Linked DNA regions of Mus musculus: all the other regions are linked to region 1. Evidence: chromatin contacts called from public HiChIP or PLAC-seq data. All regions are on one chromosome and are shown on one strand. Each heading gives the region's core, a stretch centred on a gene start, on an enhancer-like site or on the middle of the called end of the contact. The rest is flanking DNA. Distances are from core to core; before and after follow the strand shown. Region 1 holds the start of Halr1 (Hoxa adjacent long noncoding RNA 1). Region 2 holds the start of Hoxa9 (homeobox A9). Region 3 holds the start of Hoxa5 (homeobox A5).

Evidence for each region. HiChIP or PLAC-seq counts read pairs in DNA pulled down with a chosen protein or histone mark.
Region 2: a contact with region 1 is called in an H3K27ac HiChIP or PLAC-seq map of embryonic stem cells, with 15 read pairs. The contact joins the promoter of Hoxa9 here to the promoter of Halr1 in region 1. A contact is called at or near these places in 1 of 39 promoter capture datasets (3T3-L1-derived adipocytes), 5 of 484 Hi-C or Micro-C datasets (8-cell embryo, CD4 T cells, CD8 T cells and 1 more), 4 of 115 datasets of contacts at active chromatin or transcription factors (bone marrow-derived macrophages and embryonic stem cells) and 4 of 9 other capture datasets (adipose tissue, liver, macrophages and 1 more).
Region 3: a contact with region 1 is called in an H3K27ac HiChIP or PLAC-seq map of embryonic stem cells, with 17 read pairs. The contact joins the promoter of Hoxa5 here to the promoter of Halr1 in region 1. A contact is called at or near these places in 4 of 39 promoter capture datasets (the 3T3-L1 cell line, 3T3-L1-derived adipocytes, embryonic stem cells and 1 more), 29 of 484 Hi-C or Micro-C datasets (8-cell embryo, the AtT-20 cell line, the BV-2 cell line and 17 more), 10 of 115 datasets of contacts at active chromatin or transcription factors (bone marrow-derived macrophages, cardiomyocytes, embryonic stem cells and 2 more) and 4 of 9 other capture datasets (adipose tissue, liver, macrophages and 1 more).

What each region holds. Positions count from the first base shown.
Region 1 is chr6:52,101,584-52,104,294 of GRCm38.p6, forward strand. It overlaps Halr1 (Hoxa adjacent long noncoding RNA 1), which reads left to right and starts at 1,366. Exons shown (of 3, transcript NR_110440.1): 1 at 1,366-1,453.
Region 2 is chr6:52,225,995-52,228,705 of GRCm38.p6, forward strand. It overlaps Hoxa9 (homeobox A9), which reads right to left and starts at 1,376. Exons shown (of 2, transcript NM_010456.3): 1 at 1-1,376. The coding sequence starts at 110. Gm52902 (a long non-coding RNA gene) reads left to right here and starts at 1,510. Exons shown (of 2, transcript XR_003956434.1): 1 at 1,510-2,711.
Region 3 is chr6:52,203,272-52,205,982 of GRCm38.p6, forward strand. Hoxa5 (homeobox A5) reads right to left here and starts at 1,316. Exons shown (of 2, transcript NM_010453.5): 1 at 518-1,316. The coding sequence starts at 1,079. All of the region lies in intron 1 of Hoxa3 (homeobox A3), which reads right to left. It overlaps Hoxa6 (homeobox A6), which reads right to left. Exons shown (of 2, transcript NM_010454.3): 2 at 1,587-2,711. All of the region lies in intron 1 of Hoxaas3 (Hoxa cluster antisense RNA 3), which reads left to right.

The DNA of each region.
Region 1 (2,711 bases), core at 116-2,615:
AAGCCCACTGTTGACAGCCTAAATATACCAAGAAAGCTTCAAATGTGTTGATTTTCTGTGGGCTAGAACTACATTTTTACAGGTGGAGGATATATCATTAAAACATAAACGCATGTTGAAAGCAAGGCTCTAAAAAGACTTTCTGTCACAAACCATTCTTAGACACACCATAGCAAGGGAGAAATGGTAATACTGTTCAGCACTTATTTGATAGAAATTGTAATTCCTGTGGGAAGGAAAGAGACTTTGGATCTAAATACAATTTTTAATGTGGTTTCTACTTCACAGAATCTGATTTGAGATCCACTTAGCTTGGAGACCGCGCATGAACAGTGCACCTGCTCTGAAAGAGCTCTCAGCTACCATTTCACAAGGAATTGAGTTTTCTCCCTCCATCGCATAGCGCCGTGTCTCCCCACTCACTGCTCAGCCGCTCCCTTGAGTCTCATAAGGTGGTATCATCAGTTTGCCTCTAACAGTGTAAATGTTCACACAACACAAGGAAATACCTACAATGGCCTAGACTTACTCCAAATAAATAGCTCTTCCCCATTTCAGACCTCAATAAAGCCTATTCGCTAGTAATTAATAGCTATGTTCTATGAGCAGTTGTGAAACTCATTATGGAAGCAGGGAAACCCACTTAACTAATTCCAAGCAGGGTCTTTGAATTCATCTAGGCATTCTGTGCTTATGACACACAAGTGAAAGATTTATTACCATCACGGGGGCAAACCCTTCTTGCGTAAGTACCACCGACTTCATTATCTGAGCATTGGCGCTGGCCCAACGTGTATTGACTCACAGTGTTTTCCTTCATGGTGGGAATTCTGTGAACAGTCGCTTTAAATTGAAAAACCAGACGTGGGATTGTTGAGGGAAGGGTGCAAAGGAAGGGTGGTGGGCCATGCTGCCTCTGAACACAATGGACCAGCTCTGACCACGGAAAGGTCACAAATATTCCATCTGGAATGAGATTGAAATATTTTTAAGAAGAAAAAAATGATTTCTTTAGGAAGGAACTTCCCTGGGGCAAATATCAAAACTAATTATCAACATTTACATAGTAGTTGCTGTAATGTCTCCCACACCCATTGACAAGAGAGGACACTTGAAAATAAAAGAATGTTGCCTTCTAAAAATGCAGCGGGAAACCTCTGGACCTTAGTCTAATTTCTTCTAGTTAGACCGTGAAAAGTTTTGTGAAGCCCGGTGTTTTTTTGGAGCCTCCCTTCTCTGCCATTGAAAGAAACAAACCCAGCTGTGCAAACAGCAGACCCGTGTGGACAGATTGTGGGAAGATGCATGCCTGGCTCTTCCTGGGAGGACTTTTGTCTGCAGTGAGTGCGCATGCGCCTCTCAGCTGGGAGACCGTGGGCGGAGGTGATACAACCTGACTGATGATGGCTGACAAAAGAAGAAGAAAGTAGCTGAGAACCAGCAGCTGAAGAAAGTAAGCAATATTGTGTTCTCTCTCTCTCTCTCTCTCTCTCTCTCTCTCTCTCTCTCTCTCATTGTTATCTGTTGGTTTGTTGGGGTTCTGAGATAGACGCTCATGTGATTGAGGGTGGCCTTGAACTCCCCATCCTCCTGCCTCGTCCTCCCCAGTGATGGGATTGGATTATAGGCAGGTGCGAGTGTCTCTGGGTACCAGCGTAAGAATACATCGACATCTTTTCTTTCCTTTTATCTTTCCGCGTCTTGTTTTTCCCAGTTCTTCCCTTCACAGCTGATGTAAGTTTGCGCCAATGCCCTTCTTACTCATGTTGGTCACAGATTCGGAGAAAGGAAATTTCAAAACACCTGAAGTAGGTAGATGTCCAGGTACAAGGGCCGATGGACTCCACAGCTACCTGAGTTCAAAGAATGAGTTTGCTGTTGCTCTCATAAAGAACTGTCTTGTTTTGGTTTTATTTATTTTGTCTTATGTGTAGCGATGTTTTGCCTGCATCATGATATATGTGCATCATATATGGCCCCACACCCAAGGAAGTCAGACGAGGCCTTCCAATTCCCTGGAACTGGAGTTATGGATGTTATGACCCACCATGTGGGCGCTAGGAATCAAACTAATGTCCTGTACAAGAGCACACGTGCTTTTAACTCTGGACCGTCTCTCCAGATGCAAGGAACTGTTTTTACAAGAAATTTCTAGGAATCTGGGAACTAGAAGAGAGGAATATCTGGTTTCTCCTTATTAGAGTTGGTTCTACTTGGATAGCCTCAAGTAATGTGACCCCAAGCTAGTCAGAGGCTTCAAGGTTCAGTACAGACTTCAGGGCAGCCTGAACCCAAGCCTCAGCCAATGACGCCCGGGCTTGAGAGCTGGGGGATGGGGCGGGGAGGAGGACTGGCTTATTAAGTTAGTAAGCAGGTTTTGGGAGCAGAGATGTCAGGTGAGCTGCACTGTACATAGAGAAGAGTCAGTTCTGTGTGGTTCTAAGTGAAATCAATCACGGCTCAGTTCAGCATTCACGGTTCACCGCGAACCACTGCCAAGTGGTTTTCAGGGGACCCAACTTCACTGCAGAAAGGAGCTGTTATTTAAAGTGGGGGCATTAAGGCAGAAGGAGAAAAAGAAGGAAACCTCTCCTCAGGCTGCTGTTGTTCTCCTTAACCTGCCCTCAGGAGATCACCCAGTCCCTTCCCAGAGGCGGTTTGATGAAAAGGTAGGAGGAGAGTTTGCCTACCGGAAGCAGTATTACTGACTG
Region 2 (2,711 bases), core at 126-2,625, 120 kb after region 1:
TGACCCAGGGTCCCTGGAGCGTAGCGTCCCGCACCCAGCTCATCAGCAGCGTCGGCGCCCAGCAGGAAGGAGTCCACATAGTAGTTGCCCAGGGCCCCGGTGGTGGCCATTGCAGTAGCCCGCGCCTGGCCGGCCCAGCCCGACCCGCCGAAATTATGAAACTGCAGATTTCATGTAACAACTTGGTGGCACCAGGGGGGGGTGAAGTACAGTCACCTAATAAGTTGCCGGCGCCCGCGCCCCCATTGGCCACGCGCGTCACGTGTCCGCCCGGCAGAACAATAACGCGTAAATCACTCCGCACGCTATTAATGGCCCGGTGTTTTGCAGTCATAATTTTTATAGCAAAAGCCATATGTTTTTATGCAAAGGGATCGCGCAGCTCCACGATCTGGTTTGTTTTAATTGTGGCCAACGAAGATTAAAAGATCAAATCTGGCCTTGCCTCTGTACTCTCCCTTGCCACCCCCCCAACACACACACATACCAGACACACACACTTCTTAAGCGGACTATTTTATATCACAATTAATCACGCCATCAGGAAGGCGCGGGTCCCGCGTGTGAGCACGGCCAGCAGAGCCCCTCACATAAAATTAGACAATAATTGAAGCCATAAAAAAGCAGCCAAATCGCATTCTCACTCTACTGTATTTAAATCTATATTTATGATATTTCATAAGGAGTTATTGTTTCGGAAGCCACACAGGCTGGTGGAAAGTCAGGAGCGACCAACAGATTCGTTTGCCTCGCTGTGGCTCCCTGTAAAAATTTATGAGGACTTGGAAAGGTTAAATTAGACTGTTGTGTTTGGTTGGTGAATACCCTGTAAATAATCCTTGCAGTCCTCAGAGATGTGAGCCCCCCGCCCGCGCGCGCCCCCAGGGCCGGCCTAGAAAAGTCAAATACAAGGCTCTCTCCACCTCAAACAGAGTGACCACCGCCCCTGTCGCGACGCACCGTCGATGATACAACCACCTAAAATGGGCTACCGACCCTAGTCAGACTGGAAAGCCAGCCAGGCGCTTGCACATCGGCCAGATCACCCTTGCTCCACAGGGAAGGCCCCACAGAGCAACCAGAGCAACCGCCAAGGAGAGAACTGCCAACCCTCAAGGGTTTGTGTCACAAACGCCCTGATTGTGTCACAAGCGCCCTGGCCCACTTCTTTGAGCACAAACTGCCCAGCGAATTTTATTCCCTAGCCAGCGGGTTCTAAGCTCCATCATCTGTATGCCTAGTCCCGCTCCCCAGACTGGAGATGGGGAAAATCGCCAGTCAACATCAAGAGGTGTTTGTCTTGCTGAGGGGTCACCTCGCCTAGTTTCTGGGCCCTGTATGAACCGCTCTGGTATCCTTCCCTCTTCTGTTTTTTCCTCCTATTCCTCTATCACCCCACTTTTTTTCCCCTTCCTTCCCATTCCCCTTTTCCTTCTTTTGTTACTCCCCTCCCTCCCTTCCTCTCTTTCCCCCCCGCCCCCATCTCCAGCGCCCCTGCCTTGGTTATCCTTGAAACAGAACAACAGAGATCCCATAGTCAAACTACAGCTCAAGTCCAGTGCTACAAATTAACCCGGGAGGAACACTGGACATTGACTTTAATCTCATCCTTTGGTCAAATGGAGGATGTTATTTTTCACCCCTTAGAATCTTTGGGAATAAGAGAAAAAAAGTGAGAAGGCCACAGCCACTGTTGTTAATGGGAGGGGCGGTGGCCCCATCCCAATCTGGAACACAAAGCAACAGCTCTTAGAAACTGTGTAATTAAATTCACGTGTGAATTTTGTGCCTTCCAAGAGTATGTTTCTCATTACTTCACTATCCACAAAAATGCTGACCCGAGACATTTCCATCTTTGTTTTTGCTTTCTTCCTCAGAAATAGTTCAAGGAGACACTTTCCAACGCTCTGACAGATTCCCCCAAATATTAGGCTCTCCACCAGAGAGGGGCTGGGAAGCTCCCGGGATCCACACCCCCTCGCTTGTCGGCAGGAAGAAGAAAGTGGTCAGCGCCAGGAACTGGATGTGGCCTGTCCTGACTGCCTCAGTCCCCTCCCCCTAATATTTTTCCTTTCCCTGCAAATTCCTCCAAGACACACACACCCCCAACACAACCCAAGGTGTTCTAAATATCCGGTAGTCCTCTGAGGTTCAGGTTTTCATTAAAGCAATAACCCAGGAGTATAACTCTGCTCTTAATTGTAATAGTAAATGGTAGAGTATTCCTGGCTGACTTTTTCATTTTTTGTATTCAGAGAAGATATGTATCATCACCATCATCATTAATATCATTAATATTTATTAATTTAAAATACTTTTAAAACTTTAGTCTCAAAACAGAAAAATTACAAAGAATTAGGTACTGAGTATTAAGCAGCTGTTTACATGTGGCCCAAAAGGGGGAAAATTCATAAAAGGAGATATTGTCCTTGTGAGTCTAGAAACATGATCCTAAAGTATACAGGTTTTTATTTCTGCTTTCTTTTGGATGAGTTGTATACACATCTAGAAATAATAAATGGATGCAACCACACAACACCTCATGCTCAACTGAGAATCTTCCAAAAACGTTGGTCTTTGAAATAAGCCCAGTACCCGGATGCAGAAAATGGCAGAGAAGAGTTGGAGGGAGCCTGGAGTACTGGTCACTCAGATAACAGGTTGTTGGCTGAGCAACGAAAACAATTCCCGGGCATCAGCCTGAGCCGGGA
Region 3 (2,711 bases), core at 66-2,565, 100 kb after region 1:
TTCCCTTTCCTTCGCTTTCCCTCTTGCCCTCAAACTTCAGAATCCCGCCTGCCCTCGCCTGGCTTATTCCCCCCAAGCCCCTTTTAGGGGGCTCTAATTAGTAACGCTGTTTCCCCAGCGTAGCCCTTCCCATAAATTATCTCCCCTGACAAGCCCGATTCACGGCCCTTACTGCCATCCCTACCCCTGCATGCCCTACTCCGCTGGCCTGACCCTGAAGAGAGTTCCGAGGCACTGGGGTTCCAGACGGAATTTCTTCCTCTTTCAACATTTAAACTTACTCGGCCACCCCATTTTCCTCCCTCCCCTCTCCCCAGTATCTGTGAATGCAGATCGCTGCTGCAGTAATTGGGAGGAAGTAAAGAGAAAGGCAGGGAAAAGGGAGCCGCAGGGAGAGGCTCTGCGGGCTGGAGAGAGGCGAGACTAGGAGAGAGACGGGAGAGAGGCTGCAGAGAACAGAGAGTGACCAAGACCCGCGCCCCCACGGACGCGTGGATCAGAAAACGGCTGGCTTTACCGTGACTAATGTGCAGCTTGCGCATCCAGGGGTAGATCTGGGGCTGAGCGGGCGGCGCCGGGCTCGGCTCGCTCTGGGCGCCCGCCTGCTCGCTGCTGGCAGGGGCGTCCTCCTCGGCTGCGGACGCCGTGCCAACCCCCTCTCTGCTGCTGATGTGGGTGCTGCCGGCGTTGGCCGAGGCGCCGCTGGAGTTGCCCAGGGAGTTTTTCCCGCCGTGGTGGCTGTCGCTGCCGGGCGAGGGGGCCACCGCTGAGCAGGGCAGCGGGTCGGGCGGTGGCGAGTGCGTGGACGTGGCCGGCTGGCTGTACCTGGGCTCGGCGGGCGCCGCACTGGCCCCAGCCGCGTAGCTGCGGGCGCGCTCGCCGGAGCCAAAGTGGCCGGAACCCGAACGGCCGACGCTGAGATCCATGCCATTGTAGCCGTAGCCGTACCTGCCGGAGTGCATGCTCGCCGAGTCCCTGAATTGTTCGCTCACGGAACTATGATCTCCATAATTATGCAACTGGTAGTCCGGGCCATTTGGATAGCGACCGCAAAATGAGTTTACAAAATAAGAGCTCATTTGTTTTTTGATATGTGTGCTTGATTTGTGGCTCGCGGTCGTTTGTGCGTCTATAGCACCCTTGCACAATTTATGATGAATTATGGAAATGACTGGGACATGTACTCGGTTCCCTCCTACGTAGGCACCCAAATATGGGGTACGACTTCGAATCACGTGCTTTTGTTGTCCAGTCGTAAATCCTGCCTGATGACCTCTAGAGGTAAACTCGTGCACTAATGGGGGAGTTGGGTGGAGGCAAGAGGGGTGGCGCGCGCGCCCTGGGCGCGTCCCCGCCACCCGTTGCCGCCGTTCAGTCGGACTCGAGCGCCACCCGCTGGAGACTGGGCGCATCGCTTCGCTTCCGACCTCGGGCTTCAAGGGCCGGGGTCGAATTGAGGTTACAGCCCATTATGGCAAAATTATTGCATTTCCCTCGCAGTTCCATTAGGATGTACCAATTGTGAGGCCGTCAGCTGCCGATCGCACGCCCGGCGAGGATACAGAGGATTCGGGGGAGGTGGTGACTTAGAATTATTTACAACAACTTTATTTCCCCGGCTTTGTATCCCCTCTTATTTTTGTGTAGAGGTTGGGGTCGGTTTGCCAGCCCGGCCGGCAGCTGTGAATTTTGAAAACACAGATATCACCTTCGAGGAAGGGAAGACGATTTAGCCAATTGAAGAAATAAATCCTGCCCACAGCAGCAGCCACAATTACGGCTCTGTTTTTGTGAACGCATGAAGGACAGTGCCCCTGCCGCTCTTAAACCACAGGCGTCTATTAAAGACAGCTTTTGTGTAGTGTTTCTCCGAGGCGAGGTCAAATTCCATACACTCGTATAACCAGAATCATTTTTTTCCTCCGTGCAAATATGTTTTTCGTGCCATTAGTTTGCTATCTGATTTGTTTATTTATCCAGCCTGGAAGATCTTCATCCCTGGTCCGGTTCCTCTGATCAGCCCGGCCCCAGGTAGCAGGGTTCTTGGTGAACCCAGAGATTGGGCCCTGATACCCAAACGGCCTCCGAGGCTGCTTGGAAGCTGGGATCGGTGGGTAGAGCTATTGGGATCTCGCTTAGACCACTGGGAATAAATTGCGGGAACTAATGGAATCATTTCGTGGCTGTGTCTAGTATCACCGTAGTTATTTTCCTGGGCTCCGAAAGACGAAAGTAAATCACAAATGTAGCTGAGAAGAGAGCAGACTCTCTCTACTAGAGGCCTGGCATCTCAGGCGTCCCTGGCACGTTTGGAAGCCAGGACTCTTGCGGCTCTCATGGTCTTGGGCCCCCTCTTTGGGTCCTGAAAGCTGCGAGGTGGATTGCGTCCGAGCTGTATGAGGCTGAGAGTGGAAATCGGGAGCTGGGAGCCTGCGGGAGCCTAGTCGCTCCCAAGCTGTAAACCCAGGTTGGCTTGCCTCGGCTGAGGCTGCTACTCTCCCACTGACGGTTACGCGCCGATAGAGAGATTTGGTTCTGTCGGGGAAGGGGGGTGTTCCTCTTTGTTCCTCAGGCTTCTTGATTAGGGGCATCCTGAGAGGCCGGGACAGGGCTGGGGCCCAGCTCGTAGACCCTTTCTTTTCAGTAGCCAGAGCCGATTTGGCGATGCCCTTTAGAATTTGATGGCGAGGGACCAAGGCGGAAAAGCCCAG